2 separate regions of the Mus musculus genome follow, and region 1 is linked to region 2. Evidence: chromatin contacts called from public promoter capture Hi-C data. All regions are on one chromosome and are shown on one strand. The core of a region is the stretch at or near the end of the contact, and the rest is flanking DNA. Distances in the headings are between cores, read along the strand shown. Region 1 holds the start of Adgrb2 (adhesion G protein-coupled receptor B2). Region 2 holds the start of Zbtb8a (zinc finger and BTB domain containing 8a).

Region 1 (3,628 bases), core at 264-2,763, 610 kb before region 2:
GTTGTCCGCGCGAGAAGGGGCGGTGGGTCTCGGGCTGCGGGCAGGGGGCGCCAGAGGACGCCCAGGGGCCGGGCAGGCAGCTGGCAAGGCGGGCAGGCGGGCGGCATCTCTCGGTCCGGGCGCCCCTCCCCCCGCGGGCAACAGACTGGTCGCCCGTTCTGCACTAGCCGTGGCGCGGAGGATTTCCCGCTGCTGTGCTCTCGGACCGAGCCGACTGCAGGAGTGGCCGCCAACTTCACAGCCTCCAGTCCCCCAAATCATGCCAGCCCCCGGGGGTGCAGGAGAGTGCGTCTGGTGCCTGGCTCTGAGACCGGTGGTGGGAGGATAAGGATGCGGGGGGAGGGAGGCGGGTGTCCGGCCAAAGACGAACGCGGGAGTCGGATGCGGGTTCGATGGAGATCACGGCCTGGGGAAAGGGGCTTGGAGGAGCAAGGGGGACACGGCCCCAATTCCAGGCTGAGGGGGAGGGGACTTGCATCAGAGATTGGAAAGGGAAGGCGGGACTCTGGGCAGATATGGGGGAAGGGGCACTCGGGGCAGAAATAGAGGGGAAGCATGGTCGCCGTGCAGGCGCGGGGGAGGGCACTAGCAGACACAGTTGGGGACCGAAACGACTCCGGGCAGAGTGGAGGAGAGGTCCAGAGTCCCGCGGCCAGACTAGGAGGGGAGATGGGGGAGGGGGGAGGACAGTCGAGCTGCAGGTTGGAGAGGGGGTTCAAATCAAGACCGGGGGCGCACTGCTGGGATCTTGGCCGAGACAGGGCAAGACTCGCGACAGCGGTGTGGCAGTCTGGGTCAAGATTCTAAAGGTGGGGGACTTTGACACAGACGGCAAGGGGTCGGTCCAGGCTGGGGGAGGGGGTAGCAAAGGGGTTCGCGGGAGACTAAGGGGGCTTCGGCCCGGGCCTCGGGAGTCCCTCTTAAGACGGGGGTTGGGTGAGCGCTGGACAGACTCTGTTCTGGCCGGAGGAGAATTAAGCAAGACCGGCTCACGGAGCACCCTGAGTGCGGGCACTCGGGACTGCGCGCGAGGGTTCAGTGCGGGGCCGGCCGGGGTCTGGGGCCGAGCACTCACCTGGGCGCCGTCAGCAGCAGGAGCGGGGGCCGGCGCTAGTGGAGGCGGCCGCGGGGCGCAAGTTTGCCATCCCTAAGGCGGGGGCCGGGCTGGGCGCAGGGCAGCTCGCCGCAGCCGCGCCGAGGCCCGAGGCTCCCGCTCCGCCGAGCGGCGGGTGCAGAGCAAGCACCGCGGAGCTGCACGGGGCGGGCGGGCGGGCGCCGGGCCGGGCGCGGGCTCCTGCCGCCGCCGCCGCCTCCTCGCCGCGCCGCCCCCCGCTCCCCGCCCCGAGCACCGCCCGCGCCGCGCGCCGCCTCCTATTCGCGGGTGGCGGCCGCAGCCCCAGCCTCTGATCGCCGGTGCCGCATCCTCCTCTCTGCCTCCCAGCGCCGCCGCTGCCACCGAACCGGATTCCTCCGGCCGCTCCGGCCGCTGCCCGCAGCGCGCGCCGGGCCGAGTGACGGCCGAGGCGGGACGCGGCGCCTGCGCGGGCCGGGCCCGGGAGGGGGCGCGCGCCGGGCCGGGCGCGAGGAGCCGCGGGAGAAGGGGCGGGGGGGCGGGGGCGACGCGCGCCGCCTCCTGTTAAAGGGGGAGCAGCGCCAGCCGAGCCAAGCGCGCCCTCCCCCTCCCCACCCTGGGCCCCAGGCGCCGGCGCGGGAGAAGCCCAGGGTAAGCCCCCACCCTGCCTGTGACCGCCTGGACTGCAGAGTGAGCCTCCCGGTGATACCCCTCCAGCGAAACCCCAGACTAGTGGCGTCTAGCGCAGCCAGGGTCTCCCGAGCTGTGGAGGCTAAAGCGTTTTCTCCCCCCTCCCCATTATGCAGTGCATATTGCATTGCGTGTCCCTGTGCATGCAGGTGACACTCGGTGCACTGAACTTTATATATGCATACAGGTGCCCTGCGTGTGCACTGCAATATTGCCTGGCTGGGTGCATGCAAATGCTGCACATATGCATTGACATGCGCTCAGGTCCTGAATGCATGCTGCTTTTTCCATGTGCCTTAAGAATTATATGTAGAAGCTCACAGGTGCCACATGTGTGTAGCATGCTATGGGTATAGAAGCAACACACATACCCCCGCAGCGTGGCATGTTTACTGCATATTCTGGTGTTCATCGCTGTGATATTGTATGTCCCTAGGCACGGGGATGCTACACGTGTGCAGTATGTTACATGTTTTCCCAAGTCTCTTCTCCCACAAGTGCCTTTCTCTGTGCCAGGGGCGCCCCCATGTTGCATCTGTTTGTGTAGAAGCCACAGAGATGCACAGACCCACCCCATCCTGGCACTGTGCCGAGGAACAGTTGGGTGGAGCCTAAGCCCACACGGCTCAGGCGGTACCCGGAGAGATGTCCATGGCTCAGGGCTCTGGTCAGGCTGTTTGTGGCCTGGGCATGTTGCCATCAGGAAGGTGGGCCGACTGGGGACACACCACAGCAGCCAAAACAAGTAGGTTAATCCGATGACTCTGGGCAGAGAAGCCAGCAGGGGGCAGCTTTGCAACGAGGGTGGAATGACTTTGGGACATACTTGGGAAGGTTCACACACGTGGAGGGACCAGTCCTGTAAGGACAAGGTGGTCCACGGCCCATTCATTGCTAACTTCCCCTCCCCCGCCCCCACCATAACTCGACTTTTGTCGCCTACAGGCTGTGGCAAGATGAGAAAAGCCCACCTCTTCCCAGAGGAGTTACCAAAAAGAGGCAGAGAACTTCTCCTGTCTCTTCCCTCTGTCCCTCCCCCCTAAAGCTGTCCTGGTGACATTTGTTGTGAGTGATTGGGAGAGATTATCGACTTTAATGGAAGGAGGTAATAAGGGACGATGAAGGAAGCTCACCTGTCACCTTAAGGGAATTTATGAAGCTGTGTGAAACAGGGAGGCGGTCTGGGCTTACACCTCCCCTTTTCCTGTGGGAGCCCTGAGAAGGCCAATGCCTTGGGCCTCGCACTGGCAGGCAGAGCTCCTGGATTCTTGATAAGCATCTTCAAACATACCCTGGCATAGTTAGAAGGCTCAACTACCAGTGTGAGAGTTGAGCCAGGCAGGCTTTGCCATCTGCAAGGCAATGACAGCCACCAGACGCAGTGGGAAATCCTGGGCTCCTTCTTTTCTTGCCTACTGTGAGAAGCAACAGAGTTGCGGAGTTGGGAGCTTTGAGGAGGTAGACAAAAGTGGGAAACGTGATTAGGACATGGACTGCTCTCACAAGGATGCAAAGACCAATCTCTGGAAGTCCCTGCAACATTTGCTCTCCAGAGCTCTAGCCCCTTCCTCTCCCTATAGGGAGCCTGCCTCCCTCTTTATGAATATTCATGATCATTTGCATGCTAGAGACCTAGCACCAAGAGAAAGGCAGGCAGGTCTCTTACAGATGTGATGCAGCTGGATCTCTAAAGCCACCCTCTTCCTTGGCTCTCAGAGATCCAGCTGGGTAAGGGGTGACGGGAGGGGCCGCCTCCGGGAGACAGGGAAGTTATTTATCTGTTTCTCTTAGTCCTGACTTCTTGACTTCCCGCCCTATGGAAATGGTGGGTGTTGAGGGACTCACCGGGCAGCCTTGGAAGGAGAA
Region 2 (4,150 bases), core at 594-3,093:
CGGGGCCTAGGTTGGGAGCAGACAAGAATAGCTGCTAAAGAATTGTTTCCAACTTCCCTTTAGACAACTGTGTAGGCAAAAGGCTCCTGCACACCGGGCCTCCACCGGGAAAGGGATCCTCCTGGTTGGCTTAGTTGTTTTGAGCTTAATCCTGGCTGAAAGAGAACAGCACAGAGAGACCTGCCTGCTCTCTGTGTGTGTGTGTGTCCCCCAGACAGGGTCTCCTATGTAGCTCTGCCTGTCCTGGAACTATGTAGACCAGGGTGGTCTCGAACTCAGAGCCTCCTGAGTTCTGGCATTACATGCATGTGCCACAACACCTGGTGTCCTAATGATTTTCTTTCTTTTTTTAAAAAAAGATTTATTTATTATATGTAAGTACACTGTAGTTGTCTTCAGACACACTAGAAGAGGGCGTCAGATCTCATTATGGATGGTTGTGAGCCACCATGTGGTTGCTGGGATTCGAACTCGGGACCTTTGGAAGAGCAGTCAGTGCTCTTAACCGCTGAGCCATCTCACCAGCCCTGTCCTAGTGATTTTCAAATAAGCACTGGTCTACCTTTCCTTCCATTATCTCCCATTACCTCAAAAGTCCAGGAAACGAATCTTAATCACAGAGCACCCCTGGGGTAAACAGGTGTGACATTAAGAAACTGTTAGGTGTCAAACCTGGGACAAATAGCTGGGGTGCCTAGTTAACATGTCAAAGCTGACCTGGCCACCAGGTTCTCCCAGCATCCCTCAGTCCAATACCTGTTACAGGGTCCTCTAGGCTGGCATATCCGGCCCCCTAGCTTGAATCCTCCAGTCCAGGGGGCTGAGCTATTCTTCCCTATATAATCCAACCATTTTGGCTCCCTACCCTCTTTGTAATTTGGGTCTCCTGCTGTACTTGGTTCTGCTGCTCTCTCTCCTCCCTCCCCCACCCCACATCACAGGGCACAGCTCAGTTCACTCTGTACTCTCCCAGATGTTCCTGCCTCTGGCTGTGCTCTCCCACATATCTATAATAAACTTTCTCCTCCACTATACCTAGGACCAGGCATGTCCCTTTCCTTTTTATTTCTCCTTTTTTTTTTTTTTTCATTCAGAAATGACTGTATTGTATTCTCAGAGAGAATGATGTTCGAATACATAGTTACTTAGTGAGGAGATCGGAGAAATAGGACCCTGATGGGCTTGACTGAGGCTTGGGAGAGGAACGCCTCAAAATATTAAACGCATGCTTTGAGACTTTGAATCTTCTCCCCCATTCCGCATTACTTGACAATCAGCGTGAAGAAGTAGAAAACTAATTTAGTTTGTGGAATTTAAGCAGTATGAAAATTCAGCGGTTTACTATTTTAGGAAATGTATCACCTGATATTTGTGTGCCATAAATATTAGGGTCACGTCAGAAGAGAAACTTGATTTTACGACCAATTTTTATATTTGAAAACACGAAACACTGTTTTGTACTAGTTTTATATAAAGAATCACGGCCTCTTAATCTCAGCCCCTCCGGGCTTGCCTCTTCAAAGGGCTTGATGGGGACCTACAGAGGTTTCTAAAAGGCTATAACTGAAATTAAGTGCTTCGTCAAAGGGCGATTTTGTGGAACTCTCTCCCATTTTACGTCGCTAAACTTAAGTACAATAATGTCACATGTATACAGTATTTGTGGGCACGCCTAAGTCCCTCCCTCTCTCCTTGAACCAATATCTCCACATATTAGAAATCCAGCCCTTCTGCCCTCCGGAGGCGCCTTTCCCAACGTAAAGTACAATTTTAAAATTTAAGCTCCCGACTAAAAGAATGATCCCCAATCAACTGCTGGGGAACCTGGGCGCCCTAGTGCCTGCGGAGGGTGCAGTCGGGCGTGGGCACGGACAGGGGGAGTGGGCGAAGCTGCTGGTTGGTGCCTGAAATCTGTGCGTTGCCCCTTTAATTGTGTCCTCAGCCCTCGGGCGTTTCTGTCCAACGCCCACGTCAGCAAATACCTTTTGTTTCTCCCACGTTGGGGCTACTTGTTTTAGGGCGCAAAGCCTCGGCTTCGGAAAGGGGCTGCTTCCCCTACCCGGAACCGGGAATCGCTCCGCAGCGCGCGCGCGCGCGAGCGAGCGAGCGAGCGAGCGGCTAGAGCCCCGCGGTAAGTGGCTGCACGGGCGCGGGCGGGAGGAGGGCGGCCCGGGCGTCGGGGCTGCGGGCCGGGCCCAGAGCCTGGCGGAGGGCGGCGGAGCCGCCGGGGTGCGCCCCGGGACTGCAACCCCAGCCGGTGCGCCGGGCGACGCAGGGGGCACCCGGCGCCATTTGCAGCCGGGGGCGCAGAGCGGCGGCTCCGAGGGTCGGCGACGGCCACAAAGGAGACGCGGGCGGCGGCGGCGGCCCCGGGCGCGGCTGCGGGACAATGGCTGCACCGTCGCCGCCCGCGCCCGCCCCGCCGCCAGCCTTGGCCCGGCCCGGGGAAAGGCGGGAAGGCGCCCGAGCCTCCTGACGGCCGCGGCGGCGAGGCGGCGCCACGGGGCCGGGCGTGTCTGCAGACGTCGGGCGCGGGGCGCGGGGCGCTGCAGCCCGGCGGTCTCACTCCGCCCTCCACTCTCTGGTTTTCCATCACGACGCGACAGTTCTGGGCTTAGAACCGAGGGCAGAAATATGGAGCCCCAGCTGGCCCCGCGGCAGAATGTCCCTGGCATCTCCCACCTGGAGACACTGTCGGCTTTAGTCCCTTCGCGCTCTGGCGCGCTTACTCGCCCTTGACCGTGCGGTTATTCGTAATCCACGTCTTTGCGAGACGTGTTTGGAATAGGATTCACACCTAGCGGGCACCCAACCACACACGCCGCCAACACCTAGAAGTCTTTCTATTTGCAGAACTTTAGTAAATGGAGTGGTTTCACTTTGACGAAATATTGCACTTAATTTCTTATGAGACGGCTACGGGTTCCGGCTGTTTATTCTACCTAGCAAAGGGGAAAGGGGGAAAAATAAAACGCTAATGGTTAGGGAGTCTCATCCCTAGGCAGGGAGCTGAGACGTGGCAGCCCCCCAAGGCGCCCTGTTCTTGCAGCGTCCCGGAACAGTCTCCAAAGTACCAAAACCTTCGCTGATTTTATCACTTAAATCGCACTTTTATTTACCTATTTATTCTTTGTTTTAAAGCGGACTCAGGCTAGACTTGAAAATTTGATCTTACCTCCACCTCGGGAGGGCTGGGATGCACTAGGCAAATTTTTGGCACAATTATATACTTTTTAATATTCAAAGACGTTAATATAAGTTTTAAAACTCCTCTTTTAAAAAGCTATTTTATATATCTTTTTTTTGAAGGCACTGTTTCATGTACCCCAGGCTAGCCCTAAATCTTGGACCTCTGATTCTCTTGCAGCCCCTACCAAATGCTGGGATTACAGGCATAGATCACCACACCTGATATTATCCTGTACTTGAATTGAACCCATGCATGTCACATAGGCACTCTACCACTAAACCCAGCCCTCTCCAAACCTTAAATGGCTCCTTCACATCCTACTAAAAAAATAAAAAAATCCAAAACCCCCATGGTGTGTGTGTGTGTGTGTGTGTGGTGTGTGTGGTGTGTGTGCGTGTGGCGTGTGTGTGTGTGTGTGTGTGTGTGTGTGTGTGTGTGTGTGTGTATTTTGAACCCGGGCCTTGCATGGGCTAGGTAAATGTTACCATTGAGATACATCCCCAGGCCCCTTATTTTAAATTTTAATTTTATTATGAGATGAGGGTTTTCTCAGGGTTGCCTTGGTCTTACTTCTTCCTGCCCCGCCTCCCAAGACCCTGGGGTTAGCCGACATTACTGGCACACCACAGTGACCTCCTCTCCCCACCCATCCCTCCTCCATCTGTTCCTGTCCACCTCACGGCCTTTGCACCTGCTGTTTGGTTTGCCTGGAGTAGTTTCAAAGATACACATTCTTTCCTGCTATGGACACCAATCACTCAGATGTCATCTTCTCGGTGAGGCCTTTCCAAGTATAGTTTCAAAACTCGAGTCTCTCTCTATTTTTTTTTTTTTTTAGATTTATATATATATGTGTGTGTGTGTGTGTGTTGCCTGCCTTTGTGCCAGTATACCAAGTGCTTGCCTGGTGCCAGATGAGGGTGTTGAATCCCCTTACATGGATGTTAGAGATGGCTGTGA

Evidence for each region. Capture Hi-C pulls out chosen DNA fragments and counts their contacts.
Region 1: a promoter capture Hi-C map of adipose tissue shows a contact between it and region 2. The contact joins the promoter of Adgrb2 here to the promoter of Zbtb8a in region 2. A contact is called at or near these places in 2 of 39 promoter capture datasets (liver and pre-B cells) and 1 of 9 other capture datasets (adipose tissue).

What each region holds. Positions count from the first base shown.
Region 1 is chr4:129,982,755-129,986,382 of GRCm38.p6, reverse strand. Adgrb2 (adhesion G protein-coupled receptor B2) reads right to left here and starts at 1,513. Exons shown (of 30, transcript NM_001290715.2): 1 at 1,076-1,513.
Region 2 is chr4:129,375,721-129,379,870 of GRCm38.p6, reverse strand. It overlaps Zbtb8a (zinc finger and BTB domain containing 8a), which reads left to right and starts at 1,843. Exons shown (of 5, transcript NM_028603.4): 1 at 1,843-2,131.